2 separate regions of the Sus scrofa genome follow, and region 1 is linked to region 2. Evidence: chromatin contacts called from public HiChIP or PLAC-seq data. All regions are on one chromosome and are shown on one strand. The core of a region is the stretch at or near the end of the contact, and the rest is flanking DNA. Distances in the headings are between cores, read along the strand shown. Region 1 overlaps PTBP3 (polypyrimidine tract binding protein 3). Region 2 overlaps SUSD1 (sushi domain-containing protein 1).

Evidence for each region. HiChIP or PLAC-seq counts read pairs in DNA pulled down with a chosen protein or histone mark.
Region 1: a contact with region 2 is called in an H3K27ac HiChIP or PLAC-seq map of alveolar macrophages. The contact joins two enhancer-like sites.

What each region holds. Positions count from the first base shown.
Region 1 is chr1:253,028,514-253,033,960 of Sscrofa11.1, forward strand. The region is part of intron 3 of PTBP3 (polypyrimidine tract binding protein 3); the gene reads right to left. Among named protein-coding and RNA genes, the nearest start is that of PTBP3, 25 kb to the right of the region's middle. Within about 2 kb of position 1,693, at least 3 of the 83 cell types and tissues checked have an H3K27ac peak or open chromatin away from gene starts, as enhancers often do. A contact at or near this core is called in alveolar macrophages, where this site is marked.
Region 2 is chr1:252,897,665-252,903,370 of Sscrofa11.1, forward strand. All of the region lies in intron 6 of SUSD1 (sushi domain-containing protein 1), which reads right to left. Among named protein-coding and RNA genes, the nearest start is that of SUSD1, 56 kb to the right of the region's middle. Within about 2 kb of position 1,912, at least 1 of the 83 cell types and tissues checked has an H3K27ac peak or open chromatin away from gene starts, as enhancers often do. A contact at or near this core is called in alveolar macrophages, where this site is marked.

The sequences.
Region 1 (5,447 bases), core at 443-2,942, 130 kb after region 2:
AGTTATTATAATTGTATCAGACACACACAAAAGAAAGGTTAAGTAGAGATATGGAAGATAAACAGTGCTGTACAAACAGAATTGCCTGTGATAATGGAAAGGTTCCACATCTATAGTATCCAATATGACAGCCACTGGCCAGAAGTGGCTAGTGAGCACCCAAAATGTACCCAGTGCAACTAAGGAACTGAATTTTTAATTTTTTAATTAATTTAAATATAATCACATTTAGCTAGCAGCTACCATACTGGACGTCACAACTTGAGAATGTCTAGGGAAAAAAATATCATCACAGTGAGGCTCTCAGTGGCATAATGGTTCCTTTTCCTCTTAGATTAGGATGACTAAATCTTACCAAAACTAAGCCTGCACAACTTAAACTTAACCTCAATGACTTTATTTCCTATCCATAAACCATTCTATTGATCCTTTTTATTAAACAATTCTATATACACGCTTACTGCTGCTAATATTACTGTTACTGTTGCTGTTGTTGCTATTTTTCTTCCTTCGCACCTTCCTCTTTGGCAATAAGGGTTACTACAGTGGAAAAATATGAGAAGCCATGATATATATTGTCCTCATCATTCTAGTGTTGTCAATATAGTCTGCATTAATACTTCACAGAACACTGAGTACAAAGGTCTCTGCCTAGCAGGCGTGCAAAAAGTGCTTTTGACAATAAAAGCCTGAGAAAGAGATAGATTTATTTAATAAGTAACTCCACAGTTTCAATTTTTAATAAGGCAAAGACATTTAGGTAAAACAACGAAATTGGAGGCCTACTCTCCACTGAGGACAACAAAAAAGTCTGAGCAAAAAACCCAAAATGTCTTCTCAATATGAAGAGATGTTTCAGATACATAGAAATTCTATTTATCGGATGCTAAACATTATAAGGCACTAGAATTCTTGTCACAGGAAATAATTTTTAAATGTTTCAGCAAAAAAGCCTCTGGAATGGTTACATTAAGCGCTAGTAAAGGAAAACAGCAGTAAGTATGATGGAAAAACCAACAAATGTTTCATTGAGGTAGAGGAGGAAAAAATATTTCATGTAAAACTTAAACATGCCTGCATAATGTGAAGAAGACATTTCTAAAATTGAGATGGAAATGAATATATAATAAAATTCACAGATCTTAGTGTTCAGTTTGATGATGTTTTAGGGAAATTTTTTTAGAAAAAATTTTCCAAGGTTATCTCTTTGTAGATTTATAAACTTCCATCTATGAAATCAAGAAAAACCATGTATACAAAAATGACTGCTATTAATACAACCATTTCCCAAATTCTGTACCTCAAAATATGATCTGAAGTTTTTAGCTTAAATCTGAATTTTAGCTTAAATCAAGAGACAAAATTAATTGACATCCACCTGACTCTGGCAAGTATGCCCATAAGCTGGAAAAGAAGTTATGTGCGTGTTTTGCGATATCTTGCTATTGAGAGAATGAAAGAGAAATAAACAGTAATTTATCAGCTTCCTGGGGCTGTCTGAATTAAAAAAACATCTTGTACATTTTATACAAGCAAACAGATACCTTCAATTTTGACTTCAGCTGTGGTATAGGATTTGAATAAAAGAAAAAATACTATTTTATCAAACATCAATGCAACAACTTGGACAAAAGTAACAAAATGGAAAGGACACTAGGAAGAAATCAAGGCTATCTAAGAATAAACTAGGTCATTTGGGCTGGCTTTGGTTGCCAAGCAACTGGGATTTCTCACTGTTTCCCTTTAGAATAATCCAGTCCTTAAGAGTTTTATTAAATTGTTTATTTCTTCTTTAAGACTTAAACTAACATATTTATGAATCATACTAATGGAAAACTGCACGACTTACATTACACGAAGAAAAATTTAAAAATCTACTGAAAGATAGCAAATAAAATATAACTTCCTCCTCAAAAGGCTCAGATACAATAAAAATACATTAATTATCTTCAAATTAATCCAAAAAAAAAGTCAACCCAATTCCAATCGTGGGGCTAGGATTTATCAAAATACTTCTAATATATCCTGAGAAATAAACAAGATATATTATCCGTTTAATCTCTAAAAAGAGGGTAAATAGGGCCTTGCCCTAATATATTAAGCCATAGGGACACTGAAATAGAAATGGGACAGAATGAAACCCAAAAGGTAGCCCAGATTAGACACGGAGTGCATACCATGTGAGCAGCACACACATCAGGGTAGACGGGGGTTATGCAAGCAGAATGTGTGGTCATATCTAACGGGCGTATACATGCATGTTTTAAGTAGGCAGAGCCTGGCGTAAGGAAAACTAGAATATGACAAGGGACGAGTTTCACAAGAATGGACAATAAACGGGCTACCCAAAAACAACAAAGGAGAAACTGGTCACTAGTGTAAAAGAAAGAGAAAAGCCCTACCCTCACTTCCCACCCCCAAAATACTCTTTTTTTTTTTTTTTTTGCTATTTCTTGGGCCGCTCCCACGGCATATGGAGGTTCCCAGGCTAGGGGTCGAATTGGAGCTGTAGCCACCGGCCTACGCCAGAGCCACAGCAACGTGGGATCCGAGCCGCGTCTGCAACCTACACTACAGCTCACGGCAACACCGGATCGTTAACCCACTGAGCAAGGGCAGGGATCGAACCAGCAACCTCATGGTTCCTAGTCGGATTCGTTAACCACTGCGCCACAACTGGAACTCCCTCCCCCCAAATATTCTTTTTTTCTTTTTTCTTTTTACCACTTCCTGGACCACTCCCTTGGCATATGGAGGTTCCCAGGCTAGGGGTCAAAATCAGAGCCATAGCCACTGGCCTACACCAGAGCCACAGCAACGCGGGATCCTTAACCCACTGAGCAAGGCCAGGGAATCGAACCTGCAACCTCATGGTTCCTAGTCAGATCCGTTAACCACTGAGCCACGACGGGAACTCCCTCCCCCAAAATATTCTTAACAAAAGATTTAAATGTTAAAATAAAAACAAGTAAAACATCAAAGTATAAGAAAACACAGGCAAAAAAAAAAATTTTAATTTTGCTATGCTAGGTTTTTATAAGTATGGTACCCATGTAAGAAACTGTAATATAATTTAAGAGATTTGACTACTATATAAAAATATTTTAAAAAATGCATTAGCAGACAAAACTCAGAGACGGAAAGTAGAATAGTGGTTGCTATGGTAGGGGTAGGGGAAAAAGAGGCGTTAGTCTTTAATGCGTACAGAGTTTCAGTTTGGGAAGATGAAAAAGTTCTGGAGATGGATGGTGGTGATGGGCTGCACAATGTGAATGTATTTAATGCCACTGAACTGTACACTGAAAAATGGTTAAAATGGCAAATTTTGTTATATATATATTTTACCACAATTTTAAAAATTTGAGAAAAACTGCATTAGCAGAAATCACCATAAATACTTCACAAGTTAGTAAATAACAAGGTATAATTCATCACCTATCATATTAACAAAGACTGACAAAGATAGACTGGAAAATTGCTTTCTCATATATTATCAGTGGCATTATAAGTCAGCAAATAATCTTTACAGAAAGCAATTGTGCAATGTATATCAAAGCATAAATCATGCATTGGCCTATTAGTCCCAGCAATTTTGTTGCCAGAAACATAAAATATTAAAATAATGTTGCAAGTGTGCTGAGATACATAAGAATGTTGTTACAGTACTATTTGCAAAGGTATAAAACTGCAAATAATCTCAATGTCTATTAATAAGAAACTGGATAAATCATGGCTGTCCTTTTGAAGTGAGTATTATACAGTCAGTTAAAAATTATGAAGTGGTAATAATTTAAAAAGGAGTTCCCATTTTGGCTATAAGGGTTAAGAACCTGACACAGTGTCTGTGAGGATGCAGGCTCAATCCCCGGCCTTGCTCATTGGGTTAAGGATCCAGCATTGCTGTGGCTGTGGTGTAGGCCTGCAGCTCTGATTCAATTCCTAGCCTGGGAACTTCCATGTGCCATGGGTGTGGCCATAAAAATAAAATAAAAATTTTAAAAAATAAAAAGTAAAAAACTAAAAATTATGAAGTAAAAAAATTATGAATTCTATATTTGCTGTCAGGAAACAATGACAGCAAATGACATATTGTAGAGAAAAAACAAGAGCTTTCAAAATACTAGGATTCTGTTGGTAAAATTATATATATAGACAATAACCTGAATAGAGAAGTTGTACAAAGTAAAACGTTAGCAAAATATTAGTTATATTTGAGTGAGTGGATTGTTTTTTATTTTTTATTTTTCTGGATTGTTTCGATGATTTACCATGAGCGTGCATCCTATTTACAAAGCAAGTTTCATTTAAAAAATTTTATACTATTAAAAAATATCCAACACTTCATTTACTCTAAGTTTATATAATTTATTATATGCCATTATTATCTCTTAGAACAAGTTAAGGACAAGATCATGCACAGGAAATGTCACTGTTTTTGAAAATGTGGAAAACTCTTAATTCAGCAGTTTGCCTTATAATGACTTTCAACACAGAATCAAAGCTGAAGGAGTTCTTTCACCTAGAGCAAGAGTAGAGGGGCCAAACAATGCTCTTAACATAATAAAAAAATATCTTTCTTAAAATGTTCTTGCTTTGCAGATAAATTTTTTCCACCCTGAAGTTACTTCAAATTACTATTTTAACTACTTAAAAATTAATCTGGAGAGACACAAAAATTTCAACATGAACTGTATCAAAATAAAATCTGGAAATGAGGTATAAGGAATGTTCATATTCTTTACTCCTTACTCATCTAGGAGAAACAAAAAGTCTTTCATGAACATACCTATACAAATTCTTATTAATATCTTAAGTTGAGTTGATAATGTCACAATAGAAGCATCACTCAACCTCTTTTAATTCTTTTCACTTTTTAGGGCCGCACCTGTGGCAGATGGATGTTCCCAGGCTAGGAGCTGAAATGGAGCTGTAACTGCCGGCCTACACCACTGCCACAGCAACACGGGATCTGAACCACAGCTCACAGCAATGCCAGATCCTTAATCCACTGAGTAAGGCCAGGGATCAAACCCGCATCTTCATGGATACCAGTCGGATTCATTTCCACTGTGCCACAAAAGGGAACTCCCATCGCTCACCTTCCTCAACTTCTTAATGTCTTTGTTATACAGTCTTTTTGTTTTGTTTTGTTTTGCCTTGCCTTGCCTTGCCTGTGGCATATGGGAGTTCCCAGGCCAGGGATCAAACCTGAGTCACAGCAACAACCCAAGCCACCGCAGTGGCAACGCTGGATCCTTTTAACTTACTGCGCCACAAGAACTCCTATTACATATTCTGTAACAAGAAGGGATTGACTTCTAATTACAGAGACAAACATTATATATTCTGTAAAAAAGAAGACTTCTATAGTTTCTTTCAGATCTGAGATTTTTGAGAGATAATAAAAAAATTTTTCCCTCATGAAAACAGGTTCAAAGGAAAACTAA
Region 2 (5,706 bases), core at 662-3,161:
TCTCTTCCAAGAGCATCAAAAGGAACAAAATTCCCTGCAGACAGAAGTTACCATACTTTCTCCTGCAAAGGAGGGAACCAGTATCTTAGTGTCAGGAATATTCCTCGGCCCAAATTCAAGCTTCCCCACTGAATCAGACACACTTTGCAGATGCTTTAGAATCTGTCTCTCCTGCTCCTTGTTCCAGGCCTGCCTGAGCTTGGACAACGTGACCGTGTCTTGTTGCCCATCCTGGGGCATCCCCATTGCACATCCAGAACGGGGCGGGGTGGGGTGGTGGTGATTAACACCTCATGGGGACAGGAGGTAGGGGGTGAACCCAGCCCTTTCCTGTCTTCCCCGTGAAGGGCAGATCTACAAAGACTTCTCAGGGTGGAGAGGTGCACGGGTGGAGCAATCCCTTGCACTGGGGGAAGACCAGCACGATGAGGCCCCCTGACACTGGTTCTCCTTCCTTCCCCGTTTCATGCACCTAAGCCCTCATTCCTGCTTCCCGGGCTGTCACTCCCTATTGTGGAAAAAAGGAAGCCCTCTGCTCAGGCCCTGTTTTCTGGGAAACCCAAGGTAAGAGTCCCATCAGGAAGGGTGAGAAAGAATAATTTCCACCCCAGAAGATGTCTCTCTTCCTCTCAGCTCCCTTCCTTCCCTTCTAGTAAATCTCCTCTCAGCCTCCAAGTGGGAAGGGAGCCTGCAACTTAGGTGCCTGTAGGGTTCTCAGAACCAATACTACCTTCAGACAGACGCTGGCCTACTGATGTCCTGGCCCATGGAAGATTTTTTATCTTTACTAAATCATCCCATCGGCAGTATTACTGAGATTCCCTGCCACGTATTACCTGGCCTCGCTCCGGGAAGCCCAGGTTGGCTGTCTGGGGGCGAGAACAAATGGGGCCAGAGAGAGAACAGGCCAACTACTGGAGAGACACCAGAGGATCACCTAAACACGCCTGGGTCTCTACATCAACGCTTCTCCCCAGAGCACAGATAATTTGAAATCAAAGAGATACTCCAGGAATTCCTTGCAGCACCAGGATGTACGTTTGATTCCCAGCCAGACACAGTGGGTTAAAGGATCTGGCATTGCCACAAACAGGTCACAACTGTGACATAAGTCACAACTGCAACTCAGATCTGATCCCTGGCCCAGGAACTCCATATGCCTCAAGGCAGTGAAAGAAAGGAAGAAAGAGAGAGAGACAGACAGACAGACAGACAGACAGAAAGACAGACAGACTCCAGTGAGGACACAGGTATCCTGAGAGATGCAGAGACCCTATCTAAAGATCCTATCTGAGAGTTCCCCTTGTGGCCCAGCGGAAATGAATCCAACTAGTATCCATGAGGATGCGGGTTCAATCCCTAGCCTCACTCAGCAGGTTCACAATCCCACACTGCCGTGAGCTGTGGTGTGAGTCGCAGACACGGCTCAGATCTGGTGTTGCTGTCTGTGGCTGTGGCGTAGGCTGGCAGCTGTAGCTTTGATTCAATCCCTAGCCTCAGAACTTCCATATGCCACAGGTATGTCCCTAAAAAGCAAAAACAAAACAAACAAAAAAACCCAACCCAACCAAACAAAAAAAAAGATCCTATCTATTCACTTCCTTGGGTAGCATAAAGATGATGTTGGCACCAGTATTTATCAGCACAAACAAGCCCCAAATATTCCCAGCCCTTTCCCTCTCCACCATCCTTCAAGGCCCGAGACTTCTAGACCCCTCTGCTCATCCCCACTTCCTTTGGATACTAACTCTCCCCTTGGTCCAGAAGGAAAAGGAAACATCCCCCCTCACCTTTCCCCTGAGTTGCCAGTAAAGCACATTTCCTTCCCACTCAGGACCCCTTTGCCACCCAAGCAGAGATAAGAAAGGAGACATGCAAGTTCCCTTCCTTGTTCTTCCTTTTTGCTCATTCACTATGACAACCACAAATGACATCGCAAAAATGCCATCTGCCTCCAGCTTGTGCCACGCTCCCTGCACTGATGGGACCCAGGTCCGACTAGAGGGATGTCAGCTATTTCATCCCAAGGAACAGTTTAACAAAACTGCTTTTCCCTCCAACTGTCTGCAAGGCAGCTGGAAAGACTTTTTTCTTTTTTTTTTTTTTTTCTTTTTGCCTTTTCTAGGGCCACGCCTGCGGCACATGGAGGTTCCCAGGCTAGGGGTCTAATCAGAGATGTAGCCGCCAGCCTACACCACAGCCACAGCAAGGCGGGATCCGAGCTGCATCTACGACCTACACCACAGCTCATGACAACGCCGGATCCTTAACCCACTGAGCAAGGCCAGGGATCAAACCCACAACCTCATGGTTCCTAGTTGGATTCGTTAACCACTGCGCCACAACGGGAACTCCGGGAAAGACTTCTTTATAAATGTGTCAGGCATTGAACATCCATGTTCACGCTGTCCCTTTGAAAGAGATGACTTGGGAGCCTATGCCCTCATCCCAATGGGACCAAACACTGAAAACATTTCTGGGCGTTCTCTTCGGGACTGGCTCCAGGGCTCCCTACTCACCATTCACCCTTAACTGAACAATTACTGGATGCCCAGCATCCTCCCGTGCCAGGCACTGGGCTGTGACACAGCTCAGAACTTAAGTCCTTTCCTCGGGAACATGTTGTCTGATGGAGGGAGCACACGTATCAGCAGGTAAATTACAACTTGATACATATGAGAACAAAGCAACACACAAGGACCATAAGGTACAGAGAAAGAAGCCACCACGTCTCACTGGAAGACCTTGAGAGGCCGTGACCTTGAGAGGGCTGAATGGATGAAGCATGGGGAAGACAACTAAGCAGACGGAGCAGCAGGTCCAATGCCTGGAAGGGTGAAAGGTGTGGCACATTCGGGGTGGTGACAGAGATATGTGACGATGTGCTGGGGAGGAGGAAAGAGGGGGAGCGAGGTTGCAGAGCGAGGAGCAGCCCAGTCTTGGGAAGACCTACTCCCCAGACTAAGTGCAGACCTACTCCTATGAGCCATGGAGAGAAAAGCAGGAAGATGATGCTGACCCCCCCCCTTTTTTTTTTTTTCCCCGCCTCCCCCCATGGCATATGGAAGTTTCCAGGCCATGGATCAAATCCACACCAGAGCTGTGACCTACACTGAAGCTGCGACAATGCCAGATCCTCAATACACTGCACTGGGCCAAGGACTGAACCAGCACCTCTGCAGAGACAAGCCAGGACATTCACCCACTGCGCCAGAACTCCAAGGAGCCCTTTTTTTTTTTTAAAGGAAGATAATTCTAAGAGTTCCCAGGTGGCACAGTGTGTTAAGGATCCGTTGCTGTCACTGCTGCAGCTCAGGACCCTGCTATGGCTCGGGTTCAATCCCTAGCCCGGGAGCTTCCACATTCCATGGGTGTGGCCAAAAAAAAGAAAAGAAAGGAAAGAAAGCTCTGGCGTATTTTGAAGGAGACACTGGAGGTCACAGGGAAAGAATGTGGCATCCTTTTACTAGGCAATTATAATACATCAAACACCAATGCACAGGTCCTTATAGATTTGCTCACAGAGCAATCATAGGAGGCAATAATAAATCAATAAGGACTGGAGGTCCCGTCGTGGTGCAGAGGAAACGAATCCGACTAGGAACCAGGAGGTTGCGGGTTCGATCCCTGGCCTTGCTCAGTGGGTTAAGGATCTGGTGTTGCCGTGAGCTGCGGTGTAGGTTGCAGACGCAGCTTGGATCTGGCATTGCTGTGGCTGTGGCATAGACCGGCAGTTACAGCCCCGATTGGACCCCTAGCCTGGGAACCTCCATATGCTGAGAGTGCGGCCCTAAAAAGACAAAAAAAAAAAAAAATCAATAAGGAGTGAGGAATTCCCTAGTGGCTCACCAGGTTAAGGACCCAGCATTGTCACTGCTGTGGCTTGGGTGGCAGCTGTGGTTCAGGTTCGATCCCTAGCCTGGGGAATTTCTGTACGCCCCAGGAGCAGCCAAGTAATAATAATAATAATAATAATAAAGAGTGAACATTTATTGAGTTGTTACTGTGGATCTGATAGTATGTACAGTACTTTGAATGTCTCATTCATCTAATCTTTAAAATAACCCCATGCGTTTGACGTAATCATGTCCATGTTACAGACCCGAGGCTTCGAGAAGTTAAGTAACCTGCCAGAGGTCACACAGCCAGCAAGCAGTCAAGTCAGGACTCAAAACTAGACCTGCCAGACTCCAAAGCCCAGAGCCTTTACACTAACGTAGTTATCCAGCAAAAAGGTGAAAAGATGAAATCAGGGCACGGTATTTAAAACCATGAGCAATTCTGAAGGAGCAGCAACAGGAGGCAAGAGATAAGGGACAGCCAGGAATCTAGGCTGACCGCCAGTCTCTGAGCCTGAGAGTCGGAATGGATGGCCTTTTGCTGCTCTCATAAGAAATACAGGAGGAAGCAGACTGGTTTTGTGAGACACAGATCGATGCATGGTGTTTAGAACGCCCTACATCTGAGTTCATCTATCCAGGTGAAAAAACAGTCTCAAAGGTCATCCGTGTATGGATGGCGGCTGAAGCCCTGGGGGCAGGTGGAACCCCCAGGTAGGACGTGGAGGCCGAGCGGCAGGAGGGCAGGGCTCTGGGACACACGGAAACCCAGGGGAAAGAAGAAGAGAAAGAGGAAGGATGTTGGCTGGGAGAGCATGACGCCTCGGGAGTCAGGGGAGTAGATGAGCTGAAGGGGTGTCTGCTTCCTCCAAAGTGATCGCCCCTCCTTCCCTCCAACCCCCCTCCCCAGCCTCCTCACCCCACCCAAGACGGGCCTGGAGAACATTCGGCCCTGGGGGCTCAGACGCTCTCTCCCCCCTCAGATGCTCTTCCTGCCCCGTGGAGGGCAGCGGGTGCCATGATTACATCTGAGGCCTGACTCTGGATGGAGGGAGGCAGAGCAGGTCTCTGGCCTGTCCAGCTGCAGGACGCTTAGGACTCTCTCGCTTTAAATGAAGGAGGCCCCCACAGCATCCAAGTGAACTCTGCAGTGAACTTTGGGACTTTGCGAACCGAAGCCTCTGTAGGTAGTAAAGTACCTATTTTTTAGGGCTGCACCTGCAGCATATGGAAGTTTTCAGGCTAGGGGTCAAATTGGAGCTGCAGGTGCAGGCCTAGGCCACAGCCACAGCAACGTGGGATACGAGCCCCCATCTTTGACCCACACCACAGCTCACGGCAACACCGATCCTTAATCCACGGAGCAAGGCCAGGGATCGAACCCACATCCTCATGGATACTAGTCCGGTTCACTACCACTAAGCCACAACAGGAACTCCGATAATACAGTGCCTTTGCTTTGCTTTAGCATCTGAATATGGTGCATGCGTGTGTATGTGTGTGTGTGTGTGTGTGTGTGTGTGAGAGAGAGAGAGAGAGAGAGCATGCGCACATGCGTGTGTGAGTGTATAAATGTACATGCATATATATAAAGCTATGTATCTTAGTAGTCTATTAGCATCCAGTATTTCTCTGTGGTGCACATCACAGTGATAATTAAACAGTTTTGTAATTAGTTATTTAATGTCTACCTGCCCTGAATGTAAGCTCTAGGACTTCAAAGACCAGGTGTGTTTCCCCACCCCCAGAAATTAATGCAGTTGGTTAGACATAGATATTCTTCAAATATCTAATCATTTGGTTGACTGATTGGATAGATGGATGAATATAAAAATAGAGGATCGACAATGCTAAATGCTGTGGGAAG